2 separate regions of the Mus musculus genome follow, and region 2 is linked to region 1. Evidence: chromatin contacts called from public HiChIP or PLAC-seq data. All regions are on one chromosome and are shown on one strand. The core of a region is the stretch at or near the end of the contact, and the rest is flanking DNA. Distances in the headings are between cores, read along the strand shown.

Region 1 (3,832 bases), core at 497-2,996:
AGGAAGGTTTGTGCTGTTTTGTTTTGCTTTGCTTCTGTGGTTGGTGGTGCTAGAACCCAAGGTCTTGTACAAGGTAGACTCTACCGGGGGCCTACATCTTAAGCCAGAAGTGTTCCTTTTGTTTATCTGTCCTTTATTGTACATTTATTCTGCCCACTTCCTTGGAAGGATGTCGAAGTAAATTCTTGTTTTGTTTTGGAATGGTGATACCATTGCAGCAAATGGGGCAAACTAATTATTTCTAGTGACACTTAGTTTTCCCAAACAAACACACAAAGTCAAAAAAAAAAAAAAAAGCAAACAGTTTAATAAGTATTTCTCTCTTTTCCAGAGGTAAGTGCAGAAACCAAAACAGGCACCTATCCACAAGGTTGTCATCAGCCAACATCCCCAAGAACCTCATTGAGCAACGGTCTGGGAGTCAGGAAACAAACAAACAAACAAAAAACAAAAACAAAAAAGAAAAAAACAACAACATGAAAACATAGACTGGCTTTCTTGGCCTCGGGTTTCCTCCCAGTTTGGAAACACCAGTTTTGACCAGATTCACAGTGAAGCAAAAGGACTAGAGACTCTCACTCCGCACCAGGCCATACCTAGGCTACCCGGCCAGGAGGCGCTGCGGGCCAGTCTCCAGGGGCCACCCGCAGGCCGCCCAGCCCCCACCCCCTGGCGGCGGAGCCCGGCCCAGCACCCGAGCTGCGAGTTCTGTGCTGCCCGATGGGGTTACTTGCGGTCATTCGGCTGCACAACCTAGCCCCAGCTTCCCAATCGGTGCTCAGCCCGAAGTCTCCCCAAGGGAAGACTAGCAAAAAGCAGTAAGATGAGGGTGGATTGGGCACCCCAGTTTCGGGTTTCTGCAGACTCTCTTAAGTTTTCTGTCTTTAGAAGGAACAAAAGTGGTCTCCCACTTTGCGCCAGGGACTGCAGCCCTCCAGAGCGCAGGAAGCCTGTGGGCAGGACCCCGGAGTCGAACAAAGCCCAGAGAACTCAAGCAGCAGTAACATAAAAGACCCCGTTTAGGACACTTCCTACTAGAGTTCTTTGGAAACAAGGACATGCAGTCCCAGTCCCGGGAAGAGAACCTCCAAGTCAGAGGCCAACACAAACCAGTTAAATAATGGAGTGAGGACTCAGATGTGACACTTGTGGGCGACGGCCTACCCCGCGCCAGACAAAAGGAGACCCTTTGTAGAGGATTCCCTTCTCCCTACCCCACTGGCTGTACCCCGAGGACGTCCGGGAACCTTGGCTCACACTGCGCCCAAGAGGCGAGTCTCCGACGCCGGAGATGCTCTCGCTGGTCTCCGATTCCGGGAGACCCGAGTGCGGCAGTTCTGAGTCCCAGGGTCGACAGGGCCCGTCCCAGAACATTCTTTCCCTGTTTATGCCTCCCCTGTACTATTTGCATCCCCAGAAGTAAGGTACATGGGAGTTCGAGTCCCCCCAGTGTCCCCAAAACGGAGAGCTTCCCAACGCTTCCTTGGCCCCGAAACAAAATGCCCAAGTCACTGAAGAACCTCTTACCTGTTTTCCACTTTGCTGTTTGAGTCTGTTTTCCCTACCCCTGCACAAACCCTTCCAGAAAGGGGAAGAAAAAAGTGGGGGGAAACAGGGAGCAGAGCAGCTCCCCAAGCCGGCTGTGGTTGCGCGGGTCCCGCGGCGCCCCCTGCCCAGCTTTGCGCTGCGCCGCGGAGAGAAGTGGGCTCTGCCGGTCCCGGCCCGCTCGCTCGCCCTCGGAATTACTGGTTTTTGCCGCGACTAGTTCCTTTTATAGATTCGGCTGTGCCGAGCGCCGGGGTTACTACCGGTCAAACGCTGTTCTCTCCCTCTTTCCCCCGCCCCCTTCCCGGCCTCTGTTTATGTAGTTCAGTCACTCAGCAGAAAGCACGTGGAGACATGGCCCGCCCCTTAAACCGGCGACAGTGCGCCGCCGCAGCGGGCACTGGGGGCGCATGGTGAGAGCTTTGTGGGGCCCGCTTTCTGTAGCCCTGGCCCTGACCTGCTAGCCTTCGGGAAACGGGAAACTCCGGACTTGCGCTGAGCCAGGGACTCCACATTCCCGGCAGAGGAGGAAAGGGGAAAAGCTCGTTCTCTAAACTCCTCTTTCTGCAATTGTTTGGGGTTTTGTGGGTGTTGCTTTTTGAGTTTTGTTTGTTTTGTTTGTGTGTGTATGCCCTCTTCCTCTCTCCCTCCCGCTCTCCCTTACTCCCACTCTCCCCCCTCTCCTTTTGTTAGTTTGCTCAGCCCCCAACTTGGGAAGGAAAACTCCCCACCCCACCCCACCCCCAGATGCCAACCATTTTCGGTCTCTTCCTTTTCTTCCTTTAAAAGTCCTAGATTGGGGGAAGGGATGTGGAATGGACAGTGAATATCAGCCTATTTTGGTGTCTGCCTCAAACCTTTACATTGATTTTGAAGAGAAGATCTCTACCTTCCAGGGACCTAGTCTGCACCTTCTACACACACACACACACACACACACACACACACACACACACACACACACCTTCCAGGGACCTAGTCTGCACCTTCTACACACACACACACACACACACACACACACTCCACTAGTAATAGGTACCTATAAGCCACAAGGGGCAGCTGTGGTCACAAGAGTGGGTTTTGATGATGTCAAACGACCAAAGTTAGATAAAGTTTTTCTGCCTCTATTTTATTTGTTTTAATTGAGACAGAGTCTCATGTAGTCTGCTCATAAACTCAATAACCTTGAATTCCTAATCCTCTTGCCTCCCAAGGCCTAAAATTACAGGAACAGAGTACCACACCCACATTTGTACAGTGCGGAGAGATGGAACCCAGCCTCTTGCATAGCAGGCAAGCATTCAGCCAGCTGAGAGCTACATCCTTGGCCCTTGCTTCCTGTCTCTCAAGAGAGAACGTTCTCTCTGCCTCAGAGTTTTCTGAAAATGAATTTCGTTGGAACTTTTGAAGTCCTCGGAAGAAGAGTGCCAACACCAGAATCCTACTGACTGAACATCAGTGCCAATCTCTAGTGACATCCATACCCTATAAACCATTTCCTATGCCAGACTTTTAAAAGTCCAGCACTGGCAAAGAATTTAAAATAATATGTGTGACCATCTGTGTACAAAGGAAAACGCCTAAGGGGAAAGGATCGTTCTTTGCATGATTTTAGGAGATTAAGTCTTTATGCAGCTTCCCTCATTTCCCCCATATCTCCTAGCACCTAAAATACACACACACACACACACACACACACACATTCTTTTTGTACTTTGAAGAATTTGGTTCCCAAGAGTACTCCTACTAAATTCTGTTCCCAGCATCCACTTGCTGCTTTACAACCATCTGTAACTCCAGTTACAGGAGAGCTGACACAGTCTTCTGGCCTCCATAAGCACCAGGTGTGTACGTGGTGCACACATGTGCACATAAGTAAAACACTCATGTACATAAATAAATCTCTCTCTTTTTTACCCTAAAAATAAAAGCTAACTTCTTGGGTTTCTCTAAAAGAGCGTAGGTGACATGTAAGTGCTACCCAAATCAGGTAGTTAGGAGGCAGAGAAAGAAGAAAGGGTGGGAAGAAAGAAGCCCCGGGCAGAGCATCCTGGAATCCTCACTATATGAAGGCAATGACCCTGAAATCCAACTTGCAGTGTTTAACTAGGAAGCCCTGTAGGGTTAGGAATCTGCCCCTATTCAACTCTCACTGCAATAAATGCACAAATACACTGCAGTGTTGGCAGTATGTGTATGCATGTTGTAAATCTCTACCCTTCGACACCTACAGAGGCCAAATGCTTCATCCAGGTTACACCTGTTGACACCAAGTGACATGACCTGC
Region 2 (3,466 bases), core at 931-3,430, 250 kb after region 1:
GCCTTCTAAAGAGTGTCTAAGGATTTTACAAGGGTAATGTAGGATCAGCCCACTTTCTACAGGGTCAAGTCATAGTCTCTGTTGAACAGAGGAGAACAAGAGCTTTCCTATCAAGGCTGACCTGTGAGCTTGTTAGATTAGTATGCTTTCCCCACCCCCCCAGCCCCCATGCAAGAAAAGTGGAGCATCAACCTTTCTAGCCAGCTGTCTTAGTCAGGGTGTCTATACCTGCACAAACATCATGACCAAGAAGCAATTTGGGGAGGAAAGGGTTTATTCAGCTTACACTTCCATGTTGCTATTCATCATCAAAGGAAGTCAGGACTGGAACTCAAGCAGGTCAGGAAGCAGGAGCTGATGCAGAGGCCATGGAGGAATGTTTCTTACTGGCTGGCTTCCACTGGCTTGCTCAGCTTGCTTTCTTATAGAACCCAAGACTACCAGCCCAGGGATGGTACCACCCACAAGGGGCCTTTCCCCCTTGATCACTAATTGAGAAAATGCCTTACAGCTGGATCTCGTGGAGGCATTTCCCTAAATGAAGCTCCTTTCTCTGTGATAACTCCAGCCTGTGTCAAGTTGACATACAAAACCAGTCAGTACACCAGCCATGTCTTGAAACAGTCACATCTTTGCCATTCAACAGATGCCATCCATCTCTCTAAGGACTGGAGAGATGGCTCAGTAGTTAGGATCACTGGACTCTTGCAGAGGACCTGAGTTCAATTCCCAGCTTACAACCATCTATAACTCCAGGACAAGAGATCCAACACCTACTTCTGGCCTCTGCAGTTACGGCATGCAAATATATGTGGTTCACAATATAGATGCAGACAACACACACCTACACATAAAATAAAACATTTTAAATCTTAAACAATCTATCTCTAACATTTCTCCTACTGGCTGAAACCCTCATAGAGGAGTGTGATAAAGATTTTAAAATGTTTTATAGCCATCTTTGGGGTTTCAATTACCAGTGAGAGAACTTCTAGAGCTACCTAATTGTCCTGTGGAGTGTATTAAAGTATTCTTGAACATATATGTATCATAATTAAAAACAAAAGCATTTCAAATATAGGCAGTATTGAATAGTCATGCAAAATTATATTTGTTTCAAGGTGGGATAGGAGTTGTGTAAGGTGAAGTGCAGAAGTCCCCTTTCAGTGGAAGAGACATGAGCAGGAATTCAAGAGAAGCTGGGCAGAAAGGAGGGGAAGCACAGATGTCCCTGGGGCTGTGAAGTCACTGCTGATGCCAACCTGTGCTTAAACACAAAGTGGCTTGTGTTTGTTTTCCTGTTTGGGGCTGTTCCACCATCTCTGGGCTTACAAGAACTAATTTTAACCCTCCTCCTGTAACACCGTACTTTAGATAGGATCGTTTATTCTCCCGCTGTCAGCACAAATGTAAAAATTAGGAACACACCTGACTGCACCTGTACTTACCCACTCGCAGCCACAATTAGCCGCAAGCATCCTCCAAAAATGGCAAAAGCCGTTAAGCCTGCCTGCAATTAAGTAATTGTGGGCATCATTAGTTGCGTTGTTAGTTGCATGAGTAACTTTTGTGGTCGCCATGGCTACCCCCTGATACAAAATTACCTGCCTGACAAGGGAGCACTAGAGATAAACCCATCCCCTTTCTCCTTTTCCAATTTTGTGAAAATTGTGTGTGTGAGGGGGTAGGGGGTTTCCTCCCAGTTATTTCACACAAGTGGATGGGGATATATTTGCTATTTATGTCAATCCCAAAAGAAATTGTCACTCTGGGTCCTGTGTATTATCTGTTTATCTTTTTTACTGTTTTCCTGTTTCATTTGACATACAGCAAAGCAAAGCACACAGTTGTTGCCTGCCCCCCCATTCCCCACCCCCAGGAAAATAACTCACTTGTGGTATTTAGGTGACAATATAATCTTTCATTTGTATGCTCTGTCCAATAAAAATAAGTTTTCATTTCACACCATAGTTATCATTTCCCAATTTGAAAATCTGCTACAGATTTCCAGCCAGAGAGCTGACTTCCTGAAAGAACTGAAATGTTTAGATCTTTTTCTCAGAGTGTTTTAAGCTGAAAAGGAAATAGGTCTAGAGACCTAGGAAAATAGCTCCTGCTTGAAGACTGATGATCTGGGAGGCTGTCATTGAGAAATGCCTACTTAATGAATCACCAGTCTGAGAATGAATCACCGTGCTCTGTAAATCCCAAGAAGCCTGTATTCGCAGGGAAGAGCAGAACAGGGTAGAGAAATGCATATTTTATATTTACTTATATAATATGCTCAAGGGGCTCCATGTAACGCCAGTTAATCACCCCTCACTAACAGATGAGTTTCAGATTTACCCATCCCCGAGCTGAGTAGCTAGGCTCTCAGTTCCACCACAGAGCTGAGACAGAATGGAATGAATAGATGATCTTATGCTTTGATCTTCTGTCACGGGTGGAGGGAGGAAATTGACACAGGGTCTTCCATAGCCCAGGGTCTCCTGCAGTCCAGGCTGGTGTTGAATTTGCCAAGTATCTGCAGATTTGAACTCTTGATCCCATTGCCTCTGCCTTTAGGGGGCTGTGATTACAGGAGCTTAGATCTCAAATGTTCCCAGAAAGCATGTTTGTTAAAGGCTTGTCTTCAAGCTGATGGGACTATTGGGAGCTGATAGGAAATAGTGGGAAGAAGTAGTAGGGGTGTGCCCTTGAACCTTGAAGCATATACTGGGACCCAAACTCACCCTCTCTGTCTCTGTCTCTTTCTCTGTCTCTCTGTCTCTCTCTCTCTGTTTCTCTCTCTGTTTCTCTCACTATTTTTTGTTTCTGTCTCTCTCTCTGTTTCTCTCTCTCTCTCTCTCTCTCTCTCTCTCTCTCTCTCTGTCTCCCTCTCTCTCTCACTCTCTCCCTCATCCTTTCTGGCTGCCAAGAGGCAAACAGACCTCCTCTGTCATGTGGCCCCCAGCCATGCTATTCTGCCATCACAAGCCCAAAGCAACAGGACAAATGACCACAGATGACGGAAACCTCTGAAAACCATGAGCCAAAATAATTCTTCCTTTCAAGTCGTTTACCTTGGATAGCATTCACAGCAAAGCAAAATAAATACAAGTGACTGGCAGCCCACTGCTTGTTATTTGTCTACTTGTCCTAACTTACCATGGTTGAAAGGAAAGATTATATCAAGCCTTTTTGCTCTAATTTTGAGCACAGACATGAAGGTCTCTAGAGCAATGTTGTCTTGAAGATTAGTAATGATGAAAAAGATCGTTTTCTGCCATGTCTAACAAAGTAGCTGTGACGGTAGCTAGTGTAAGCTTGAAATGCAACGAGTGTGAAGAGAGCTGGATTTCCTCTTTTATTTTAGAGTGGTTATGGGGGGAGGAGCTAACACATTGCATAATGCAGCTCTAAAATGCATATGGGGGGTGGGAAGATGGCTCAGTCAGTATAGTGTTTACCTTGTGAGCATGAGGAC

What was found. HiChIP or PLAC-seq counts read pairs in DNA pulled down with a chosen protein or histone mark.
Region 2: a contact with region 1 is called in an H3K4me3 HiChIP or PLAC-seq map of bone marrow-derived macrophages, with 5 times the contacts expected there. The contact joins the enhancer-like site here to the promoter of Abca1 in region 1. A contact is called at or near these places in 2 of 39 promoter capture datasets (embryonic stem cells and liver), 5 of 484 Hi-C or Micro-C datasets (the HL-1 cell line, bone marrow-derived macrophages, centroblasts and 2 more), 5 of 115 datasets of contacts at active chromatin or transcription factors (the NIH/3T3 cell line, bone marrow-derived macrophages, embryonic stem cells and 1 more) and 3 of 9 other capture datasets (adipose tissue, embryonic stem cells and macrophages).

The regions. Positions count from the first base shown.
Region 1 is chr4:53,158,149-53,161,980 of GRCm38.p6, forward strand. Abca1 (ATP-binding cassette, sub-family A (ABC1), member 1) reads right to left here and starts at 1,747. Exons shown (of 50, transcript NM_013454.3): 1 at 1,528-1,747.
Region 2 is chr4:53,407,576-53,411,041 of GRCm38.p6, forward strand. No RefSeq gene overlaps it. Among named protein-coding and RNA genes, the nearest start is that of Gm12496, 5.5 kb to the left of the region's middle. Within about 2 kb of position 2,181, at least 73 of the 459 cell types and tissues checked have an H3K27ac peak or open chromatin away from gene starts, as enhancers often do. A contact at or near this core is called in the HL-1 cell line, the NIH/3T3 cell line, adipose tissue and 2 more, where this site is marked.